Linked DNA regions of Pan troglodytes: region 2 is linked to region 1. The links are chromatin contacts, called in public HiChIP or PLAC-seq maps. All regions are on one chromosome and are shown on one strand. The core of a region is the stretch at or near the end of the contact, and the rest is flanking DNA. Distances in the headings are between cores, read along the strand shown.

Region 1 (3,579 bases), core at 1,052-3,551:
GTGTACCCCTAAAGAACCTACACCGGCCGGGCGCGGTGGCTCACGCCTGTAATCCCAGCACTTTGGGAGGCCGAGGCGGGAGGATCATTTGAGGTCAAGAAATCGAGACCAGCCTGACCAACATGGTGAAACCCCGTCTCTACTGAAAACACAAAAAAATTAGCCGGGCGTGGTGGCACATGCCTGTAGTCTCAGCTACTCGGGAGGGTGAGGCAGGAGAACTGCTTGAACCCAGGAGACAGAGGTTTCAGTGAGCCGAGATCGCGCCACTGCACTCCAGTCTGGGAGACAGAGCGAGACTCCGTCTCAAAACAAAAACCAAACAAACAAAAAGAACCTACCCAACAGAATTAAGTAACAACATAATAAATACGAAGAATTTTAGATTCTTGGTTTTTAAAAAACATACAAAGATGATATTCCTTCAAAATATCTTTACAAAACATATTGAGACTGTGATGCTTTATATTGATTGTATGAAAACAATGAAAAAGAACCAGTACTGTTTCACTATAAAAGCTTTACTAATGTAAATTTATAAATCCTTTCTTAAATATTTTGAGTTAATTCTAATTTTATGATAGAAATTCATTATTTTCAGCAAAAACAGCTGGCATTTGGGAAACCAAAGGCTCAAAAACTAAGAATAGTAACCAAAGAAACTTGACAAAACAGTCCTTTTAAAACTCTCATCTACACTATAAGGGGAAACTTTGATCACGTCCCTTCTCCCTCATCAACATTAAGGACTACACAATCCCACATCCCTCTCCGAGAAAAAGCAAAGGCTTTGTGTTGTAGCAACAACGCAAGACATGGAGGGAAGCTCCACTCAAGACTTCCCTGCCTGCTCCTTCCCCAAAGCCACTCCAGAATACCAGAGAGGGTTGAGAGGTAAGGCATGAAGGGCGCAATATCCAATATGAGCAACGCGTGTGATGCATCTGGTCAAAATGCATACAGAGGACTTGTCTCTGTCCCTAGACAGAAGTCCTCCGTCCTGCAGTCATGAGGGTCAATTGCTGAGGCTTCACAGTTCCCTTCTCTCTTACACTCGGACCGTCACGCTCCTCACCTACTACCCCGATGCAGAGGTAGTCTCAGGACTCCCTGCACTTGTCAAGGATTCGTCGGCAAGCTCACGGGGCGGGAGTGGCCACAAGACGGAGCTCGCCTGGTCCTGGCCTTCCCGGCCTATACAAGTCTGCCCCCTTCCCAATTCCCAATCTCCACAGCCTTCCATCCTCCCACTTTCGATTCACCTTGCGCCACCGACGCCCCTGGCCTTCGTTTGCAGCAAGTTTACCCCCACCATTACCTCTCGCATAAAAGCCTGCATTTACCAGGACAAAGAGGGGAACCAACGCCTGCAGGAATCGCTTCACCGAATCGCCTGGCCGCGTCCTCTGCTAGGCTTCACGGGCCGCTGCGGACCGTACACAACCACTCCCGGCATGCCCCGCGCACGCACTACCTCTCCCACCCCGCCCCTCTCCCGCCCAAACACGTGACCTCCTTTCGTCTCCGTCCACGCCCACTTCCGTTCCTCCACTTTCCCTTAGGAAGGAGGAGGGAGCTGGGGGTGTTAAAAGCGTAGCGACTTCCTCCTCCTCCCCGCCCCCGCTCCTGTACCTCCCGCTACAATGTCTTCCGGGTCGCTAGCGCCTCGACGCCTTCTGGGAAAATAGCTCATTTCCTCCCCTCCCCCTCCTCCTGCCTTCAACCAACCAGCCACCCGTCAGAGAGGGACATGCGCAGTGAGTGCCTCCCGTCTCTTCTACCCGAACCCCCCCTCCCCCCCAAGCAGAGAGACCCCAGCAGCAGCAGCAGCTGATGATGAAGAGAGAGGCAGTGGCAGAGGGGGGGCACCTTTTATTTCTATTTTTAAAGGGACAGGACACTAATTCTACCCCACTTCAACCTTGAATTCAGGGGGGTGGGGGGAAGGCGGCTGAGTTCCTTCCCCCACCTTCCAGCCCTGAGCCCTGAGAGGGGGATTGAGCCTGAGAGAGGAGAAGGAGTTTCTTCTTCTTCGAAAACCCCCATCCACGACTCCTACCCCCTCACCCCTCCAACTCGCCTCCCTCCCGAGCCCCCTCCACCCTCCTCCTCTTTGGCCGTGAGAGGAGGAGAGAAAGAAACCAAAAGCCTCTTAGCAACACAGACCCTTTGCTGCTGCTGTTGCTGCTGCTGCTGCTGTTGCTGCTGCTGCTACTGCTGCTGCTGCTACTGCTGCTGCTTGGCCCTGGCTGGAGACATCTCACTACACCCAGGAGCAGCCACTTCCCCAGCTCTCCTCCTCCTCCTTCGCCTCCTCCTCCTCCACTCCCCCCCTTTATTACCCTTTGTGTCATCCTCCACAGCTCCAGGGAAGGCACTCAAAAGTGGGGGGCAGGAAAGGTAAGTGTGTCTGTGGGGGCTTCATTGCCTTCCTCTGGCTCTGACTTTCACTCCGGGGCAACAGTAGCACCAAACCACATACGCAGTGGAGCTCCGGGGTGAGGAGGGGGTGGTGCTGGGGGGGTGAAGGAGGGGTTGGAGTAGGGAGGGGTGTGTGAGGTGGGGTGCCCATCCTGTCAGGGGAGGAAGGGCACTTTTATTTTTATTTGCTGTTGTCAAAAGTGGTTTCTCTCCTCCATCTAACATCTGATTGTGTCTTGCTCCAGTGGGGGAGAATACAAAAACAACCCCCTCCTTCCTCCAATGAGGCGCCAGGGAAAGAGACAGAAAGAGGCACACTTTCTAGATGTCACTTAAAAAAAATTCATTGGAGAGCTCTTTTTCTCCGGGAAAAGCTCCACTGCATTTGTTTCTGAGTGGGAAAATGTCGGGATCTGGATTGTATTGGAACTGCTTATCCATTTGTAGACCTGAGTGTTTTCCCCTTTTTGGTCCTGTATGAGATTTGGATATTGACTTCAGTGTTGGAAGACTTGATTGGTTTTTGCTTTAAGGGTTTCATTTTCCATTTTTTCGTTTTGTCTGACTTCCATGGAAAATTTCAAATTTTTAGTTGGTAGAGGCCTTTGGTTAGGTTTTGACTTGCATTATTGCTTTTTTTTTGGGTTAAATGTCTGTTTCATATATCAGTATATAAAGTCCAAAGCTCTAAAATGCTTAAAGTTTAAATGCCACTGCTATTGTCTGTTCCCACATACGTTCCTGATACTTATTTTCCATATGATGAGAATATTAGCTATTTTATAATTAATCTGGGTATATTTGTAATCTTTGTAACTTGTCTGAACAAGTAATCCCCATTGAAAACTTTATGTTGTTCTGGCTGCATGGAAGGCCAAACCTCTCCATCAATAGTTTGCTGGATTGGTACCACTTTCAGTTTTAGCTGAATTATTTATTTACTGTTGTAAATTGAGATGAGTTTTTCATCTCAATTTCTCTTGGGGTTCTGAACCAAATTGCCCACTGTATGTAAAAGTACACAAATTTCTAAAATATGTTTTCATGAGTCAAAGAAATCATGAACTTATAGTTAGTATATTAATATCAGTTAGCTATAAATTGAAAGGTAAATCCAGATTTAAGTTTATGGAATAACAATATTGATAAAAATCACTT
Region 2 (3,510 bases), core at 326-2,825, 630 kb after region 1:
AGACTATTTGGACACTACCATGAAGACTATATCCACCATTCTGCCTTCAAAGGAGGAGACTGTAGAGAGAAAAGGGGAAGAGGAACAGGAGGAAAAGGGGGGAGGGGAGGAAGTGGAGGAGGGGAAGAAGGACGTAATAGAGGAAGAGATATAGTTTTATTGTCACATAGAAATGACAGTAGGAATCAATTTTTTCACTGTTGGTCTTTAGGAAATCATCTGCCTTTCTCTGGGTTAGACAGAGTATGATCGATTATTAGAAAATGGTAAAATGTGTTAAAAACTCTCTTTGTACGGTTTTGTGAGAAATGCGTAATGCTTAAAGACTAACCAAGAGACTCTTGGCTAAACCAGGTTGATGTCAACAACAGCTAGTACTTATTTGAGTCACCTTGATTTTCCCTCCTCTTGAGAACTTTCTCTAACCAGTTTAGGCTGCAGTCATGCCTCTTTTCCTTTCTCTGAACTCTCACAATTATTGCCTAGATCTCGTTTGGTAATTAATCAGGTGCTACTTACTGCCTGTGTCATCTCTTGTATTGTTTTCTTAAAATATTTACACTTTTTTTTCGGTTGTCACTTATCTTTCCAGCTGTCATTTTCTTCAACTATTTACGTCTGTGTTACTCATCTTTCCAGCCATCCTGGCATCCCATTAAGGTGAAAGCTCTCTGAGGCAGGAACCTCTTCTCAGATTTCTTCGAGTCTTCCACAGCACCCCACATTTGACACACAACTGCTACTTCGCAAATGTGTGCTGTCTTGGCTAAATTTTTAGAAGCTGAACTTTTAGGAAAGCTACTATTTTTGAACTCAGAAAAATACCTACCATCCACTAAACAGCTGTACCGAAGTTTGGGTGACAGGGAACCTAAGTTCACTTGTTGCATCTGGCAGCCTCAAACCATGAACCCTCACTGCTGCCCTGAGCATCCTCCCCGCGAAAGCGAGGATGAACGCGCTGCTGCACCTTGGAGAGCTCTTTCGGACAGGTACGGAGGGGAGGGCGTAGAAGAGGGCTGGCACCAGCAGCGCGGTCCAGTCCTCCGAACGGACTGATGGGACTGATGGGAGAGACCTCTTGCACCTCTCGGGGATGTGCGCCTCGGAGGATGCGAATTAGCCTGCGCACAGGGCGCCTTGGGGATAAGCGCTGTCCGAGTACAGGCTTGGGTGATGGCTGGTGGGGTCCGGGTCGACATCTTCCCTTCCCGCTCCCGGACTTCTGCACAAACGCGCTGCTCGGCGCAGCCGTCTTTGCCCGGCGCCTTCCTCCGGGACACCCAGCGAGAGGGGTGACCGGGCGGCGGAGGGAGAGGCGCACGCTCCCGGGCGCGGGCGAACTTGCGCACCTGGCACCTGCCACACAGCGAAAGCACCGGCCGGCGAGCGGAGGGGCGCCGCCCCCGCCCCCTCTCCCCGGAGCCGACCGAGACCGAGCACGCTCCCGCGGGCCGGCAGCGCCGCGGAGAGAGTGGGTGGGCAGGCGAGGGAGGGGAAGGGAGAGGAAGGAGGGAGGGAGGGAGAGGGCGAGGCGCGTTCCCGCGACGGGGGCGCGCTCTCGCGCGGGCTGCCGGGATCGCTCGCCGCCGCTGTGGTAATGTCCGCCATGTTGGCCATGGCGCAGGGAGCGGATCGGGCGGGCGAGCGGCGGATCTAGTGTGTGGAAGCGGCCGCGGGCGGCGGGGGGCTGTTTTCGGGCGGGGTGGGCGCCCATGCTGTGGCCGGGGGCAGTGAGGAGGAGGAGGAGCGGGCCGGCCGCGCTGCACTGAGGAAGGAGGTGGAGGAGGCGGCGGGAGTCCTCCCCCCCTCCCCGCCCGCCCCGCCGCCGCCGCCCGGGCTGTTCCTGTAAGGCGGGGAGACAATGAGTAAACTCTCCTTCCGAGCGCGGGCGCTGGACGCCGCCAAGCCGCTGCCTATCTACCGCGGCAAGGACATGCCTGATCTCAACGACTGCGTCTCCATCAACCGGGCCGTGCCCCAGATGCCCACCGGGATGGAGAAGGAGGAGGAATCGGTAGGGACTCGAGTGTTTATTACCCCCCCTTCCCTCCTCCCCCCTCCCCTTTGTCAGTCGGGCCTCGCCATTCACAGAGCGCTTTACGCTCGCTGGAGGGCGCCGCTGCCGCTCTAACGCACGGGACTCTACGCCGGCGGAGTAGCGTAAACCCTCTCGGCCGGCGTAGCGCCCGCCCGCGGCCGCCATGTTGTTGCGTCCCAGTGTTGTGATTAGCTCGCAGCGCTGCTTACGCTGCCGTAAGGGGGCCTTGCCGTAAGCGGCGGCCGGGAATGGCGCAGGGGATGCGCTGGCCGCACTTGGCGTACGGTCTCTGTTTACCTTTCCACCTCCCTCCCCCAGGCGCGGGGCTAATTAATGGCATGGTATTATTTGGCTAGGCAAGATTATTATTTTTTCCACTTTTAACTTTGGCTTTGTATTGAGTTCTCTTTGAAATGACTGTGGAAGGGTGCTTTCAAAACAAACATCTTCCTCCCAGTAATGTAATCATCCTGGCTCCCCCGCCCGCGAAGGTGCAGCGGGATGAGGCGGTGCAGCACTGCGGCGGGGGAGGGCGGGGGCCACGACTACCGAGCGGGTCGTAGCGTCCGAGGGCCGCCCGCCGGCCAGTTCAGCCGACCCGAGCCGGGCGCGGGGCGGACGGGCTCTGCCTGCTCCGCCGGGACGGCCGTGCTCCGTGCGCAACGTTAGAGAGGAGCCGGGGATGCCCCGAAGCGAGCCGCCGGCGTAGCGTTGTCCTCGAGAATTGTCATTGCGAGGTGGTCCTTAGAAGTTGAGGACCTAGTGCATCTAAATTGGCAGTTGTAATTTTGATAATACAGCACCTTTTGGGAAAACTGCTGCTTTTCCTCCGATGGGTTAAATTTTGCAGACGGTTGGATTTCATCTGGCTTGACAGAGAGTGTTTATGACTCGAGTGGTGTTACTTGCGTGCGAAGTTCATAGTAACTGCACCCTCAAGAATTTCTTCAATGAACCTACAGTCCCGCCTTATTGTCAACCTCGGGTGTGTGTGGATTGGTTCTCTTGCTTCAGTGACTGTCAAAAGGAAGCTCGAGGTTTCAGTGATTGGTTTTCTCTTTTGACTATTAATATTGCAGGAAATGCTTTTATGCCTTCGATTGGCTGGTTGAGTTCTGACCTCATTATGTTACCCTGTGATTACTACTTTGCTCTTATTTAATCACATTTCTCTTTGATGTATAGTTACTTGAAAGTCTTACATTTTCAGTAGAAAATGCATATGGCCGTAGCATCGGGATGAACTTAACTGTGTGTGTACAGACACAAATAATGTAATAGATGTATATACACGCACATACACATATCTATTTGTGTGTGCCTATATATATAAATATGTTTATAATCAAAACCCAGCATTTATCCCTAAGGTTCAGAGCTGTGAGAACTTTTTTTTTTGTATGTGAGAACTTTTTTTTTTAATTTGTTTCTAACGACTCAGCTTTCCATGGGAAGGAAAATTAAAATAA

What was found. HiChIP or PLAC-seq counts read pairs in DNA pulled down with a chosen protein or histone mark.
Region 2: an H3K4me3 HiChIP or PLAC-seq map of stem cell-derived excitatory neurons shows a contact between it and region 1, with 6 times the contacts expected there. The contact joins the promoter of EPC2 here to the promoter of ORC4 in region 1. A contact is called at or near these places in 1 of 7 Hi-C or Micro-C datasets (stem cell-derived neural progenitor cells) and 1 of 1 datasets of contacts at active chromatin or transcription factors (stem cell-derived excitatory neurons).

The regions. Positions count from the first base shown.
Region 1 is chr13:50,055,249-50,058,827 of NHGRI_mPanTro3-v2.0_pri, forward strand. ORC4 (origin recognition complex subunit 4) reads right to left here and starts at 2,302. Exons shown (of 14, transcript XM_054679026.2): 1 at 2,167-2,302. MBD5 (methyl-CpG binding domain protein 5) reads left to right here and starts at 2,263. Exons shown (of 14, transcript XM_054679016.1): 1 at 2,263-2,400.
Region 2 is chr13:50,682,026-50,685,535 of NHGRI_mPanTro3-v2.0_pri, forward strand. EPC2 (enhancer of polycomb homolog 2) reads left to right here and starts at 1,576. Exons shown (of 14, transcript XM_016949790.3): 1 at 1,576-2,017. The coding sequence starts at 1,865.